Linked DNA regions of Ovis aries: region 2 is linked to region 1. The links are chromatin contacts, called in public Hi-C maps. All regions are on one chromosome and are shown on one strand. Each heading gives the region's core, a stretch centred on a gene start, on an enhancer-like site or on the middle of the called end of the contact. The rest is flanking DNA. Distances are from core to core; before and after follow the strand shown.

Region 1 (7,384 bases), core at 95-2,594:
GGAACGGAACCCATGTGCCACAACCCCTGGGCCAGCACTCTAGAGCCTGCAAGCCCCAACTACTGAAGCCCTTAAACGCAGAACCCGTGCTCTGCAGCAAGAGAAGCCACCGCAGTGAGAAGCTCATGTGACGAGCAGTCCCTGCGCTCCGCAGCTGGAGAGAAGCCTGAGCAGCAATGAAGACCCCACACAGCCAAAAATAAATATACAAAATAATAATAATTTTTTTTAAGTCTCCAATAGCTCACTCTCAAAGTGACAGACAGTACCATCCATCTCCTTCCCAAAAAGGTGCTGCTAGCAGTCCCGGCTGGCCCCTCTCCTGTCACCCACTCACTGCCTGGGCCTTTTCAGCTGCAGGTTCTAGCTCTCAGGCAGGCTCCCTCCCACCACTCTCCATCACACCACTTCCTGACACCTTTTAAATGACTTACTTTTATTTATTTGTATTTGCACTTGGCGTGGCATTGGGAACTTCCCAAACCAGGGTTGGAACCATGGCCTCCCTGTAGTGGAAATGCCAAGGCTTAACCGCTGGACCACCAGGGATGCCCCTGGTAGTTTATTTACTTTCTTGTTGTTTATCTGCCTCCCTTGGGAGCTGAGGTTTCCAAGAAAGATAGTTTTATCTATTTTGTCACAGCTTTGAGCCTAGCACGGATACACGGCCTGGCCCATACAGATGATCAGTGAGGAATGAATGAATGAGCAAGTCTGGGGAGAAATAAACTGGCTAGTGGGGCAGGGTAACAGGCGAGAAGTCACTTCTCTCTTGAGCCTCCTTGTTCTCTCACCTGTAAAACGAGGATAAATAATAGTCTCTACTTTAGGGGTATTGAGGGCATGGCGGAAACAAATGAGAACTATTATTGTTATTACTATTATTATTACCGCAGCGTAGTATTATATTTGTTACTATTACTATAGAAGCATGAATCTCTTATTCAAACGCCTAAGGTGCAGAGTGAGCGGTTAAAGTGAGATTTATCACGAAATGGTACTGCTTTGAGTTTTGTCAAGGGACAAAGACAATTCCTCACCGCGCTGTGAAGAGATGTGGGGGGTGAAACGGCGCTAGGAGAAAAGGTAGGGTTTTTAAAATCAGAGTCCGACCCGCGGCCACCGGGAAGCCTCTTCCGGCTCCGCCCCCAGCGTCTCCCAGCCCCGGAGCCGCCGCACCTTCACCCGCTGCGCCTCGTTGATGCACTGCTGGTAGCTGCCGATGTAGAAGGCGTTCTTCACGTCGAACAGCTCGTCCACCTCCCCGGAGCCGCCAGAAGCCGGACCAGGAGCCGGAGGAGCCATATCGCTGCCCTCTCACTCGCTCCCCTTCCTGAAAGACACGTCGGCCGGAAGGAGGCAGCCACCTACGGGCACGCCGGAAAATGTAGTTTACTGGCTCCTCCCTGGAGAGGAGCCAATAGAAGACTCGGAAAGGGGAACAGAGGGGCGGGAGACGCAAGTGCGTCTCGTAGGGCATCTTGGGAACTGTAGTTTAACTCGAGGCTGAGACCCCCCCCCCCCCCCCCCCCGCCCCGCGGGATTCCGGGAAAACGGGGTAAGGATGTGGTCGAGGCTTTGAACTGCGAGTTGGAGAGGGTGGGACCAAGCCGGAGGCAGATCCAGTGAACGGTAACGCTTTCTGACGTCATCGACACGCGCCGGAAGCACCGTTCACACGAGCGCTCGAACTGCCCCGGCTGCGAGGATGGCAGGCTTCGCGGAGCTCGGGCTGTCTTCGTGGCTCGTGGAACAGTGTCGGCAGATGGGTTTGAAGCAGCCCACGCCTGTGCAGCTGGGCTGCATCCCCGCCATCCTGGAGGGTGAGTGTGGCTTGGCCTTTCCAGGAGGCTTCCCCGGTACTGTCGCTTCTCCTGCCTTCTCTCAGCTTTTGCCCACGCGGGTCCCGTGAGGCAAGGGGCAGCCCTGGGCCTTCCGGGCGATCCTGGGTTCCGGAGGACGACTAGGTAATGTTGGCGTTTAGGCTGTACGACTGAGTCGCCTGCACAAGTGATATAATCTCTGAAACTTTCGTAGCATCGTCACTGGGAGGGTTTGATGAATAACTAATAGATAGTACTGGGAAAATTAGGTAGAATTTGCTTTACTATCTTCATTTTACAAATGGTAATTGAGGTTGTCAAGACTATTGGTAAATCCAGGACTCTGGTCCCTAGACTGTTCTTCTCTCCAGCCCTTTGGTCCAGCCCAGTTTTGCCATTAAAGAGACGCCTTCAGGAAGCCTAGGATGTGATAAGTTAAGGCATTAAGTAGGGATGAAGAGTCAGTAGGGAAAATAGGATTCAGGTTGGGGGAGGTCACTCTGGACTGAGGAGGACATTTTGAGTTTCCCAAGCTCTGATCCCAGGGAAGGAGTCAAAATGAAATTGTGGTTAGGAGCAAGTATCTCAGGTCAAATGGATGTGGGTTCCAGTCCAGGCTGTTACTGGCTGTATGTCCTGGGCAAACCTTTGACTCGGTTTCCCCTTCTGTTAAATGGGGACGATGATGGCCTCACTCTCCTTAAATGTGTCAATTACCCTAAATGGAAAGTTGTCATAATGTCTTCAACAGGAAGGGCACAGGTTGCTACTGAGCATGTAGTTCTCGTCATTATTGTTAAGTTGCTAAGTCATGCCCGAGTCTTTTGTGATCCCGTGCACTGTACCCCGTCGGGCTCCTCTGTCCATGGGGTTTCCCAGGCAAGAGTATTGGAGCGGGTTGCCATTTCCTTCTCCAGGGGATCTTCCCGACCCAGGGATGGAACCTATGTCTCCTGCACTGGCAGGTGGATTCTCTACCACTGAGTCACCAGGGAAACCTGAGCATATAGTCATTGCTCGTTAAATGTTAGCTGCTGTGAACTGTGCCTGATGGAATACCTGTCTGCACCTGTGACGCTGCTGTGTTCTCTGCCCAGGTCGGGACTGCCTGGGCTGTGCCAAGACAGGCAGCGGCAAGACAGCAGCGTTTGTCCTGCCCATCTTGCAGAAGCTGTCTGAAGATCCCTATGGCATTTTCTGCCTCGTGCTGACACCCACCAGGTGAGTCCCACCCCCCCCCCCACCCCACACACACACACACACACACGCCTCTCAGGTGAGTGAACTAGCTGTGTGCTCTTGGGCACATGCCTTTACCTCTCTGAATACACTTGCTATGTGTGGAAAATGGGCACAGAAATTAGCCCAACCCTTAGAGGTGCTGAAGAATTAGCAAGACAGTGTGTGAAAAGTGCTGAGCACAGGGCTTGACTCAGGGCAAGCAGGAAGGCCAGGAAGTAAGCATATGGCCAGAGGAAAGGCCTGGACAGAGCTGGAGGCAGAGAGGAGGGGACTTGGCCACTGACCAGCCTCGGGATGGGGTGGGTATGGGCCGGGGGTGGGTGGTTAACACTTGGGTCTCGGGCTTTGATGACTATGGTGTCAAGGCCATTGCTGAGGACATGGGATGAGGAAAGGCCAGTTTGGGTGGGACTGGCCAAGGACAAGCCATACTCTGTTCGGGCACCCAGCCTATTGAGAGGGCAGGAGCCACAATGGGCTTCCAACGGTCAGTATCAGAACCTTTGTCCAAAGGGGACTGGGAGCCATGGAGGGTGTGTGAACAGGAAAGATGCAAGCAGGAGGCCCTATTGATGGAGACAGGAGTGAGAGGCAGGCACAAAACCCCTATCTGACTCAGGCTGGCCTGTTCATGCCCACAGGGAGCTGGCCTATCAGATCGCAGAGCAGTTCCGGGTCCTGGGAAAGCCTCTGGGCTTGAAAGACTGCATCGTCGTTGGCGGCATGGGTATGGCGGGACCCAAGGAGGCTCTGGGCATGGGACTGCTGCAGCCTCAGACCATCTACCTAGCCCCACCTCTCGCATTCCACCCACAGACATGGTGGCCCAGGCCCTGGAGCTCTCCCGGAAACCACACGTAGTCATTGCCACACCGGGGCGCCTGGCTGACCACCTCCGCAGCTCTAACACCTTCAGCATGAAGAAGATCCACTTCCTGGTGAGTCAGCCTGGGCCCTGATTCCTCCATTTGGGAACTGTGTGTCCCTCTGTCCGTCCGTTACCAAGTTAGGAGTGGTGACAGTGACATCTCGGGGACCGACAAAAGGGGGCCTGCACCAGAGAAGACGGGCTCCCCAGGTGGCTCAGTTGTAAAGAGTCCGCCCGCCAATGCAGGAGGCGTGGGCTCGATCCCTGGGTGGGGAGAATTCCCTGGAGGAGGAAACGGCTACCCTCTCCAGTATTCTTGCCTGGAGAGTCCCATGGACAGAGGAGCTGGAGGTCGACAGTCCTTGGGGTTACAAAGGGTTGGCCACAACTGAGCACGCGTGCATGCACACGCTGAAAAAGTTAGCTGAGGGCAGGGCCTCTCTGAGGAGTTAACGTTGAAGCTGAGATGGGCAAGAAAGCAGGCCTCCAAGACCTCGAGGGAGAGCGCTCCAGGGTGCACGTCTCAGCCCAGGAAGGAGGCACATGGAGGAGGCAGGCTGGGCCCCGGGTGGTGGTCAGGCCTCAGACAGCGGCCTCACCCCGGGTCCCCACCCCATGCCCGCTGCGGCTGATGCTACAGGTGATGGATGAGGCGGACAGGCTGTTGGAGCAGGGTTGCACTGACTTCACCGTCGACCTGGAGGTCATCCTGGCAGCCGTGCCTGCCCGCAGGCAGACGCTGCTCTTCAGCGCCACGCTGACCGACACACTGAGGGAGCTTCAGGGCCTGGCCACCAACCAGCCCTTCTTCTGGGAGGCTCAGGCCCCGTGAGTCCCACAGCTACTTTCTGGCGGGGGGCTGGGGCAGGGCAAGTGGATGGCAGGGGTGTCCAGCAAAGGTCATTGACCGTGGGCAGGGGGGCATTGGCCTCATTGAACAGAAAGCGAAACAAATCTGCCCATGCCCAGGGTGCGCACCGTAGAACAGCTGGACCAGCGCTACCTGCTCGTGCCTGAGAAGGTCAAGGATGCCTACCTGGTCCACCTGATCCAGAACTTCCAGGACGAGCATGAGGACTGGTCTATCATCATCTTTACCAACACGTGCAAGTGAGCACGGGTGGGCCTGCCGCTCCTGTTCCCCAGGCGTCGCTCCCCCTGTGCCTCTTGGAGGTCCAGCAGGTGGTCTGCGGTTGGAGGTGTCAGGTACAGGGCCAGTCTTGGCACTCCAGGGCCTCTGCTCTGACCAACAGTTTCAGAGGATTCACTCAAGGAGGCTCAGAGAGGTCAAGCAGTTTGCTAATAAAGTCACCCTCATCAAGACAGAGCCAGGATTTGGGGGTCCTCAGACCTGCCCTTTCCTGGGGGCTCAGATGGTAAAGAATCTGCAGTGCAGGAGACCCAGGTTCAATCCCTGAGTTTGGAAGACCCCCTGGAGAAGGGAATGGCAACCCACTCCAGTATTCTTTTTTGGAGAATTCCATGGACAGGGGAGCCTGGTGGGCTACAGTCCATGGGGTTGCAAGAGTCAGACAAGACTGAGGGACTAACACTTTCACTTTTTCAGACCTGCCTTTAACTGGAAGAGCTGAGGGCCTTGGGCCCTCCCCAGGAGACCCCTGCAGCAGCTGGGAAGGCCTTGAAGCAGCCAGTTCGCTGTGGTCTCAGGGGCTCACTGAGGCCCAGCACATCACCCCCACGGCTGTCCTCTCCACAGACCCAGGGATTTCAAAATCCTTTGACATATTTGGGGAGAGCATCAAGGAGCTGTAGGCTGGTCTAGCCTGAGCCAGTGTAGAAGGGCAGCCCACAGCACGTGGAGACCTCCTGACCACTGCCCCCCGAGAATTTCTTGGGCTACCAGGAGAGAAAAGGCTGGACGTAGAGCACTCTCTTGTCGGCTCAGGCCAGGGAAGGGGTCAGCAGGCAGGACGTGGCACCCCTGCTTCTCCTTCCCCAGTCATGCAGGGCCGCTGCTAGAGGTCTCGGGGCGGGGAGGCGGGGGCAGAGCACCTTCCCAGGACCAGCAGCCTGTCCTTCCCACCAGGACCTGCCAGATCCTATGCATGATGCTACGCAAGTTCAGCTTCCCCACTGTGGCTCTGCATTCCATGATGAAACAGGTGAGGTGCCAGGCGGCCGCCCAGAGCCCTCCCCGACCAGCCTCGCCCTGGGGCCTCCTCCCGGCCCCCGGGCTTTTGCTCAGGCCCTCTCCTCTGCCTGGAGCACTCTTCTGCCACCCTATCTGCCCCATTCTGGCCTCTCAAGGTCGTCTCCCTCGCTGGACTGTGAGCCCCTTGAGTGCAGAGACCGTCCTGGCCTCTGCTGTGCGTGTCCCCAGGCCTCACACAGTAACCATAAACGCTGAAACATTTCTTGGGATGCTACCTGATATCCCCCCACCCCAATTCTCTCCCAATGTGGCACAGAAAGAACGCTTTGCCGCCCTGGCCAAGTTCAAGTCCAGCATCTACCGGATCCTGATCGCAACGGACGTGGCCTCCCGGTGAGCGGCTCCAGGGTGCTCCCTCCCCCACGGTGGCCCCCACAAAAGGGCCAGAGAGGGAGGCTGGCTTCAGGTAGCCCCAGCTTCACCGCCGAGTGACCCTGGGTGAGCCCCAACCTCGGTTTCCCCACATGGACAGAGGCGCTGACTGACCTTTGCCTCCAGGGGCCTGGACATTCCCACTGTGCAGGTGGTCATCAACCACAACACCCCCGGACTCCCAAAGATCTACATCCACCGAGTTGGCCGGACAGCTCGCGCAGGTGAGTAGACAGGGCAGGGCAGCCTTTGGGCACCCAGCCTCCTGCCTGCCCACAGCACGCAGAGCCAGTCACGAGCTGGTGGGGCATGGGAGGGCTACAGGCTGCAGGTGAGAGATACTAGAGGTAATGCTTGCAAGCTGGGGGAATCCTCCTTTCAGAACCACGGGCGGGGACTTCCCTGGCAGTCCAGTGCTTCAGACTCTGCGCTTCCCATGCAGGGGGCACGGGTTTGATCCCTTGTTGGGGAAGATCCCGCACACCACGGCCAAAAACCCCCCCAAAACAAACAAAAAGACATAGGTGAGGGTGCTGTGTCTTCTCCACATGATCCAGGCAGCACTGAGGTGTTTCCTGGGGACACGGCACACACAACAACCCCCTCCCCACCACTACCTCTTGCCTCACCCAAGCCCCCTTCGCCTATCAGGGCTGGCCATCCAGCCCAGCAGCAAACAGGTGTACGGGTCCTGATGGGTAAGATGCTGCCCTGTGGGATTCAGCGTTCAAGTTCAACCACTTGCTGTGGCTCCCGGAAGGAGCCTTGTGTCTGCTCCTCAGCCCCACCCGGAAGGGGCACAGAGTCCGGGAGATTTTCTCACACCTGGAGTGGGCAGAGCCGTGGTTTCTGGGGCCAGACTGGCCCTTCTCTCCTGCCCTGTGGCCTCAGGTCAGTCACATCAGG
Region 2 (6,402 bases), core at 233-2,732, 310 kb before region 1:
CATAGCCCTTGGGGGTCCCGGGCCCTGAGCTCCAGTCGTCTTACCTGTAAATTGGACCATGGTCTCTGCCCTTCGCATCAGAAGCGGTCATAACCACAGCACAGGCAAGTCTCAGACCTGGCCCTAGTGAGCCCACCCATTTGGGTTTTATCATCTGGAATACGAACATAAAGACCTTCACCAAGTGACCGGTGGGGCCTGGTCAGGCACATTTAACAGCGCCTCGTGTCTGGGCCCTGGAGGTATTTGGGTGTGGGTGGATGGGTAGATAGGATGGAGCATCCCCGGTAGTGTAGTAACACCACCTCTCCATCTTGCCTGACCACTGGGCCTCCTGGGCTCCACCCAGGACTGATGTCTGTCCGGTGAGGGTTGCAGTGTCCTGGCAAGTCCATGTTTTCATTTGTCTGGGATGACTGGGGCTTGATGTAGGTGACAACTCAGGCCTAGACAGTGATGCCTGAGAATAGCTGGGACCTGGAGTGCCAGTTAAAGGCTGTCACTTCATGTCTCAGGTAGTTGAGTTTCATTTCTTGTTAGCTGCCCCTTCCTCCCTAAGGCCAGGCCACCATTTTCCTGGTCTGCCCACTCCTAGAGGAGGGAGGTTCTGAAGTTCAAATTAGGCAGTGTGTATCCAGCTCTCGGGCCTTTTCTTAATATGAAACACCACCCCCATCTCCGTGCCCTGCCCTGGACTCCCATCTCGGGCTTTTTTTCAGCTCACTTCAATCAGAGCTTCCCTGATAGCTCAGTTGGTAAAGAATCCACCTGCAATGCAGGAGACCCTGGTTTGATTTAGGTCGGGAAGATCCCCTGGAAAAGGAGTAGGCTACCCACTCCAGTATTCTTGGGCTTCCCTTGTCGCTCAGCTGGTAAAGAATCCTCCTGCAATGCTGGAGACCTGGGTTGGGAAGATCCCATGGAGAGTGGAAAGTGTACTCACTCCCATTCTGGCCTGGAGAATTCCATGGACAGTATAGCCCCATGGGGTCACAAAGAGTCAGAACTGAGTCACTTCCACTTTTTCCAACCAGTTCACATAGTGAATCTGCTGTAGGCTGGGTTCCGGCGACTTGAGCTTTCCAGTGTCAGAACCTGCATTCAGATCCCACTCCTGTCATAGCCTTGTGGCCTCTGATGAATATCACTCCCCAGATTTCTATTTGTGTGGGAATGGGATGTGAGGAAGTGAAGTCGGGTGTTGACACTTGTATAGAAACAAAGCCTTATTGTATATAGAACCTTATATTCAAGATCAAAAACTTTAAGAAGGCAAGCGCTGGATAGGAATAAACACGGGGTGGGGTGGGTAGAGGGTGTCAGACCTGAGAAGCCCTCCAGTATTCGCTTCCCATTGTTCCCGGGGGTTTCGTCCAGCTTAGCTGGCTGGTCACCAGAGGCTACGTTCCGAGGCCTCCCGGCCTGCAGGGGGCGCCAGACGCATCGGAGCAACCTGGTCCCGGGCCGGGCCAGAGCTGCGCAGTCATGATCACAGCGGAGGCCGCATCAGAGTCCGCTGTCCTTGCGGTGCCGGGTGATACAGCCGCCCCTGGAGTCTCAGAGCGCGAGGAGCTGGTGTGGCCCTGGGTGAGCTCGAGCCCGAGCGGGAATATGAGTGGGGCGGGCGGTGCAGGCCCGGGGACGCTAGCTTCATGCCCTAGCCATGCTCCCCGCTCCGTAGAAAGATGCCCCGATCCGGGCGCTGGTGCAGCGCATCCACCAGCTGCAAGCTGAGCGCGCGCAGGCCTTCCGCCGGCTGGAGGAGTGAGTGTGGGCGTATGGGAGGGGAGGGGTCCTAATGTTCGGCCCTCAGCCCACTCGGGTTGGGCGACCCTTGAGGGAGGAATTGGGTCCCCGCGCGCCACAGTGTCGGAGGTGGAGCCGGGTTTGCGGGGAGGCCAGATCGCTCCCTTCCTTATGCGCTGTGGTGCGCTCGTCTTCGGTTACCTTCCACACTCTGGGGTCGAGGGACACTTCTTGGGCGGCTTTCAGGCGGTCGATACGGGTGCAGGGCCTGAGAGCCGGGGCCGTAGCCTCAGGACCCCTACCTGCCGCAGAGGCCACCGCCAGTACCTGAGCAGCGGCCCGCTCTACGACTTCCCGCGCTACCGGAGCACGGTACACGAGGTGACCCAGGTCTTCGCCGCCGCCTCGAGAGAGGTGCTGGCGCTGGAGGCCGAGCTAGCCGGACCCCGAGCGCAGCCGCTGCTCGCGAGCCACGTGCGCAGCCTGCAGCAGCTGGAGGAGACGCGCCTGACCACGGTGAGGCCCCGCCCCACGGCCGTTTCCCCCGCGCCCACTCGACGGCTTGTGTCTCCCGGGGCTGGGCCCACGGTGCACCCCTTGGGGGAGGGGCCGCATTCTGTCCCTGCAAACCCCGCCCCTGGCTCCCCAGCACCCCCTCTACATGCCCCAGCTAAGTCGTCCATTAAGATTTCACTTGAGAGTCTCAGGCTTAGCCTCTCCTTTCTGCCCCCACTTTTATCCAGGACACGCCCGCTCCATCCCAGACCCCACCTCTACAGCGTTCCTGCCCCCTCTGGCTTGTCCCAGTGCCCCAGATCTGTTACTCAACCCTCGGATTGGGTGCCATGAAACTCCAGGTCAAGTCCCCTTTCTAGTAACCCTAGATCCCAGCCTAAGTTGTGGGCCTGTGACCCGGCCTACTCTGCCTTCACAGCCAATCCTGATCGAGATACAAGGCCATGTGAAGCCACGCCCATACCACACTGGGATTCCTGGGTCACCCTCTTTTAGAGACCCAACCCAAGTCGAGGTTTTTGGCCTACTTCCAAATTGGGATTATAACGCCCTGGCTGGTCTCTGAGACTAAGAGATTCCGCCTACTTTATACCCCCACCTGCACCACTCCTGTCCCCAATCCCTGGCTGGGATTTTACCCCTATTCCCCTTCCCCGCCTACATGAGGCCACACCCACACTGCGCCCTGACTCTAGGGCCCGCCCACTAGGCCCCCAGGAGCCCCTCTAACTCTAATCCTAGATTCCTTCAGCGTTAAAAGTACCGCTGCCCTTGAGACTCCTGCCTGCTTGCCCTCCTCCCCCTTGTTCTGCCTTTCTGGGTGCTTCAGTTTCCCCCCCTCCTATGCGGGAGGTCAGGGCACGGCCTCTGCCAACCGTGACGTCCTCCTCGCGGCCCGTTCCCCACCCAGGTGGCCCTGCTGCAGCTGATGGGGACACCGGAGCTGACTGGGCAGGAGGACAGCCTGCAGATGCACCAGCTGAAGATGAAGTGAGTGCTGCCTCCCAGTGGGCTGACCATGCTAGATTTGCATAGGCATCCTTGGGCACCCAGCCCCAACAGGCATGCCCCAGGGCTGGCAAGGTCAGACCGCCAACCCTCTGGACCTGCAGGAACCCTTTGGGTGTGCACACCAGAACCTTCACCTCGCGATCCTAGATGTACTACCCACCTTCCCCCAGTTCATACGCCCTGCTGTTTCACACCAGACTCGCTGTGTATTTTCAGGACACAGCTGCATACCGCACACCTGTCGATCCCACTCACATGGCTCGACTCGGAGCTTGGACATGGCTGCCCAGGCCCTACCAGGCACACACCTGCACATTCCCGCCTTTGGGCTCCCAGACACACACATGTGCACAGCCACTAGACATCTGCCACAGTCGCCCTGCACGCCTTCCTGATGGCACACACTCACCCTAGATGACCTTTCCTCCTGCCACTCTGCCCACAGGACCACCCCTTCTCCCAGGCACCTAAATGACCCTCCCACTGCTAGTGCTGCTTGGAGGTTTGGCGGGAGGCAGGAGGGCCTGGGGCTTGCGACAGCCCCCTTGGAGCTGCACTGTGGCGGCTAATTCACCCCATCTGGGTTTTATTTATAGTTCCCATCCACTCTTGTAGGGTAATTAAAACCATGGAAGCAATCAGTGAGGTTCTCCAGGACCTCAGGTTTGATGCGGAATCTGCCGAGTGATGGTGGCTCCGCAGGGACAAGAGAGATGGAGAATGGGGCATACGGCGCCCTGCCCTGCCCGCCAGCTGGCTGGGGTCACACCCCATCAGACCACTGACCCTGCTCGAGTTCACTTCACCTCTCATAATAAAGAGCCTAAAGAACCTTCTGTCTGCAGCTGCTCCACTATCTCTTGTGTCCTGGGGTGCTGGGGTGGGATCCCACAAAGTCAGGGATGCTAGGTGCAAGATTCCCTCCCCCCAACCCCCCCTCTCCCGCCACCCCCACATGACTGTAGAAACTCTGGTGTTTTGAAGCCCACTCTCCAAGGAGTTTAGAACCGGTTATTTCAGATCATGGAGAGAGTTGGAAATTCTGGGAGGTGAAGATTCCCATCCCAAAGGGTTATCAGGATTCCACGTGCCTCCCCTAAGCCCCACAGCCCCTCACCCTAGGCCACTCTAGCCCCGAACTCACCTGCACAATCAGGGCACCTAAATAGTTTTGTTTATTTAAAAAGATACCTTGGAGGGGGTCCTGGGTAGGGGGAGTAATAACCCTTCTTCACACTCAGCTCTGGCAGCATTCTGGGAAGCAAAGCCCCCCCTTCACACACACACACCCCCCACTGGGGTGCACCTCACATGGACGCCAGAGCTGTTGTGGCCCTCAGAGCACAGAGTACTCGCCCCTGCTGCTGCTGACGGGACTAGCACACCTTGAGGGGAGGGTTCAGAGATGGCCCCCAGTCTGGGGTGGCCCCTGGATCTCCATGCAGCAGGGAGGGCAGCCCCAGCCTCTAGAGCTTATCTGGCAGGACCTGCAGGCAGAGGGGAAGCCAGGCTTAGCAAGAAGCCTGGGAGGGGCCAGGACCACAGAGCAAATGAGGCCCCAGTCCAGGTCTTGGGCCCACCGCTTCCAGCTAGCTGCCCTCAGTAGGCTGCTGCCCCTCTCTGGGCCCTGGTTTTCCTCTCTGAGAAGTAATATCTATCCGTCCCATGGGTTGTTCTGCAGGTAACACACGTGGCACAGGGCCAGTATGCAGTAGGCGCTCATACATGCTCCGCAGGTGGCTATGTGCAATAATTCCTGAGGACAATATTCCCCTCTGGACATTTTGAAGGGGTCCAGGTGTTCTTACTTGGCTAAAGGTCACAGGGGCAGGCAAACAGTAGGTGTTAGGTAAATGCTGATAAATAAATGCTGGAGGAAAGACTTGTACCTCAGCAACTCTAAGGCTGAGGATGGAGGGCCCACGGCCTGTGGCCACCAGGAGGGCTCTTGACTCCCGGCCTGCCCACCCACCTGGGCTTCCCCTTACCTCTCGCCGTGCCCCGTCTGCCCGAGGACAGGATCCCCTCGTCCTGTGCTTGGAAGGAAGCACAGTGTCTGAGGGCTGTGGGCCTACCATCCATCCCCTTTACCCACACCCGGCCCCACCCGTCTCCCAGGGGTCCCATTTTCCTACCTGGTTGCGGGTCTTATGTGACTTCTGCATCCAGGCTCGCCACTGGTCATAGAGGCGGAAGCTGAGGTTCGAGCAGTACGCGTGCTTCTTGAGCCAGCCCAGAAACTGCTTGAGCTCGCGCCGCACCGGCCCCGAGCTCGGCTCGCCGCCCCGCGGCTCGCAAGCCCCGCCGCCCGGGCCCGGGCGCTCTAATGGGGGCGGAGCGGCAGCGTCAGGGCGCGGCCAGCAGAGGGCGCGCGCGGGCAGGAGAGGGGTTCCCTCTCGCGGCAGGACCGCGTTCACCTCGGGGACCCCCCCTCGCGAGTCCCTGTTTGAACGCGACCCGGTCCGCCCCACGACCCGGCCAAGCACTGCAGCCCAGCTGCGCCCCCGGGGAGACAGGGGGCAGGGGGAGGAAGGGGCTCCTCCTCCACATCTCCAGGCACCCGATTCTTGCGGCCTGAGCCAGGTGTGAGTGAAAGCGGGGGAGTGGGGAGAAGGGCCAGGGCCAGAGGGATAAGCCGCACCGGAGCAGGGGGCAGGGGAAGGGAGAGAGAGACGCTGATGAGAAAGCTGGAGAGAGCAAGGCAGACGTTAAGAGATGGAGGCAAAGGGCGACAGATACAGGGAGAGCGACAGCCACGGGGGACAGCCAAGGCGGTGCAGAGGCTGGAGAGATGGAGAGGGAGCCAGGACAGGAAGGGACAGAGACGCTGGGGACGCAGGGACGCAGAAACCAAAAAGGCAGAAAGACAGACACAGGGAAAGAGAGTGAGTGACAGATGAAAGGAGGCAGACAATTCGAAGTGACTCTGAGGGGAGGGACAGTCCCCAGGACAGGCCTGAGAGTACAGCCGGATGGATGGGGACTGGGCCAGGAGGGCCAGGTGGGAGGCCGGCCTGTCCATCCAGCCGCCAGCCGCAGCCAGCCCTGAGCAGCCTGAGCGGGCCGGCGGATAAGGACATCGGCCTCACGTCATAAATAATACCGGGGACCCGCTGACAGGCCCTGGCA

What was found. A called contact is a pair of places that touch in the nucleus more often than the background predicts.
Region 2: a Hi-C map of muscle shows a contact between it and region 1, with 2.3 times the contacts expected there. The contact joins the promoter of REX1BD here to the promoter of COPE in region 1. A contact is called at or near these places in 2 of 16 Hi-C or Micro-C datasets (hypothalamus and muscle).

The regions. Positions count from the first base shown.
Region 1 is chr5:4,104,749-4,112,132 of ARS-UI_Ramb_v3.0, reverse strand. COPE (COPI coat complex subunit epsilon) reads right to left here and starts at 1,344. Exons shown (of 10, transcript XM_027969373.2): 1 at 1,180-1,344. The coding sequence starts at 1,305. It overlaps DDX49 (DEAD-box helicase 49), which reads left to right and starts at 1,681. Exons shown (of 13, transcript XM_027969369.2): 1 at 1,681-1,823; 2 at 2,921-3,044; 3 at 3,707-3,792; 4 at 3,882-4,003; 5 at 4,574-4,761; 6 at 4,903-5,043; 7 at 5,981-6,056; 8 at 6,363-6,439; 9 at 6,605-6,702. The coding sequence starts at 1,709.
Region 2 is chr5:4,417,945-4,424,346 of ARS-UI_Ramb_v3.0, reverse strand. REX1BD (required for excision 1-B domain containing) reads left to right here and starts at 1,482. Exons shown (of 6, transcript XM_042249606.1): 1 at 1,482-1,587; 2 at 1,682-1,764; 3 at 2,058-2,262; 4 at 2,490-2,603; 5 at 3,173-3,252; 6 at 3,870-4,109. The coding sequence starts at 1,486. The coding sequence ends at 3,888. CRLF1 (cytokine receptor like factor 1) reads right to left here. Exons shown (of 9, transcript XM_027969391.2): 7 at 5,409-5,596; 8 at 5,262-5,304; 9 at 4,431-4,760. The coding sequence ends at 4,747.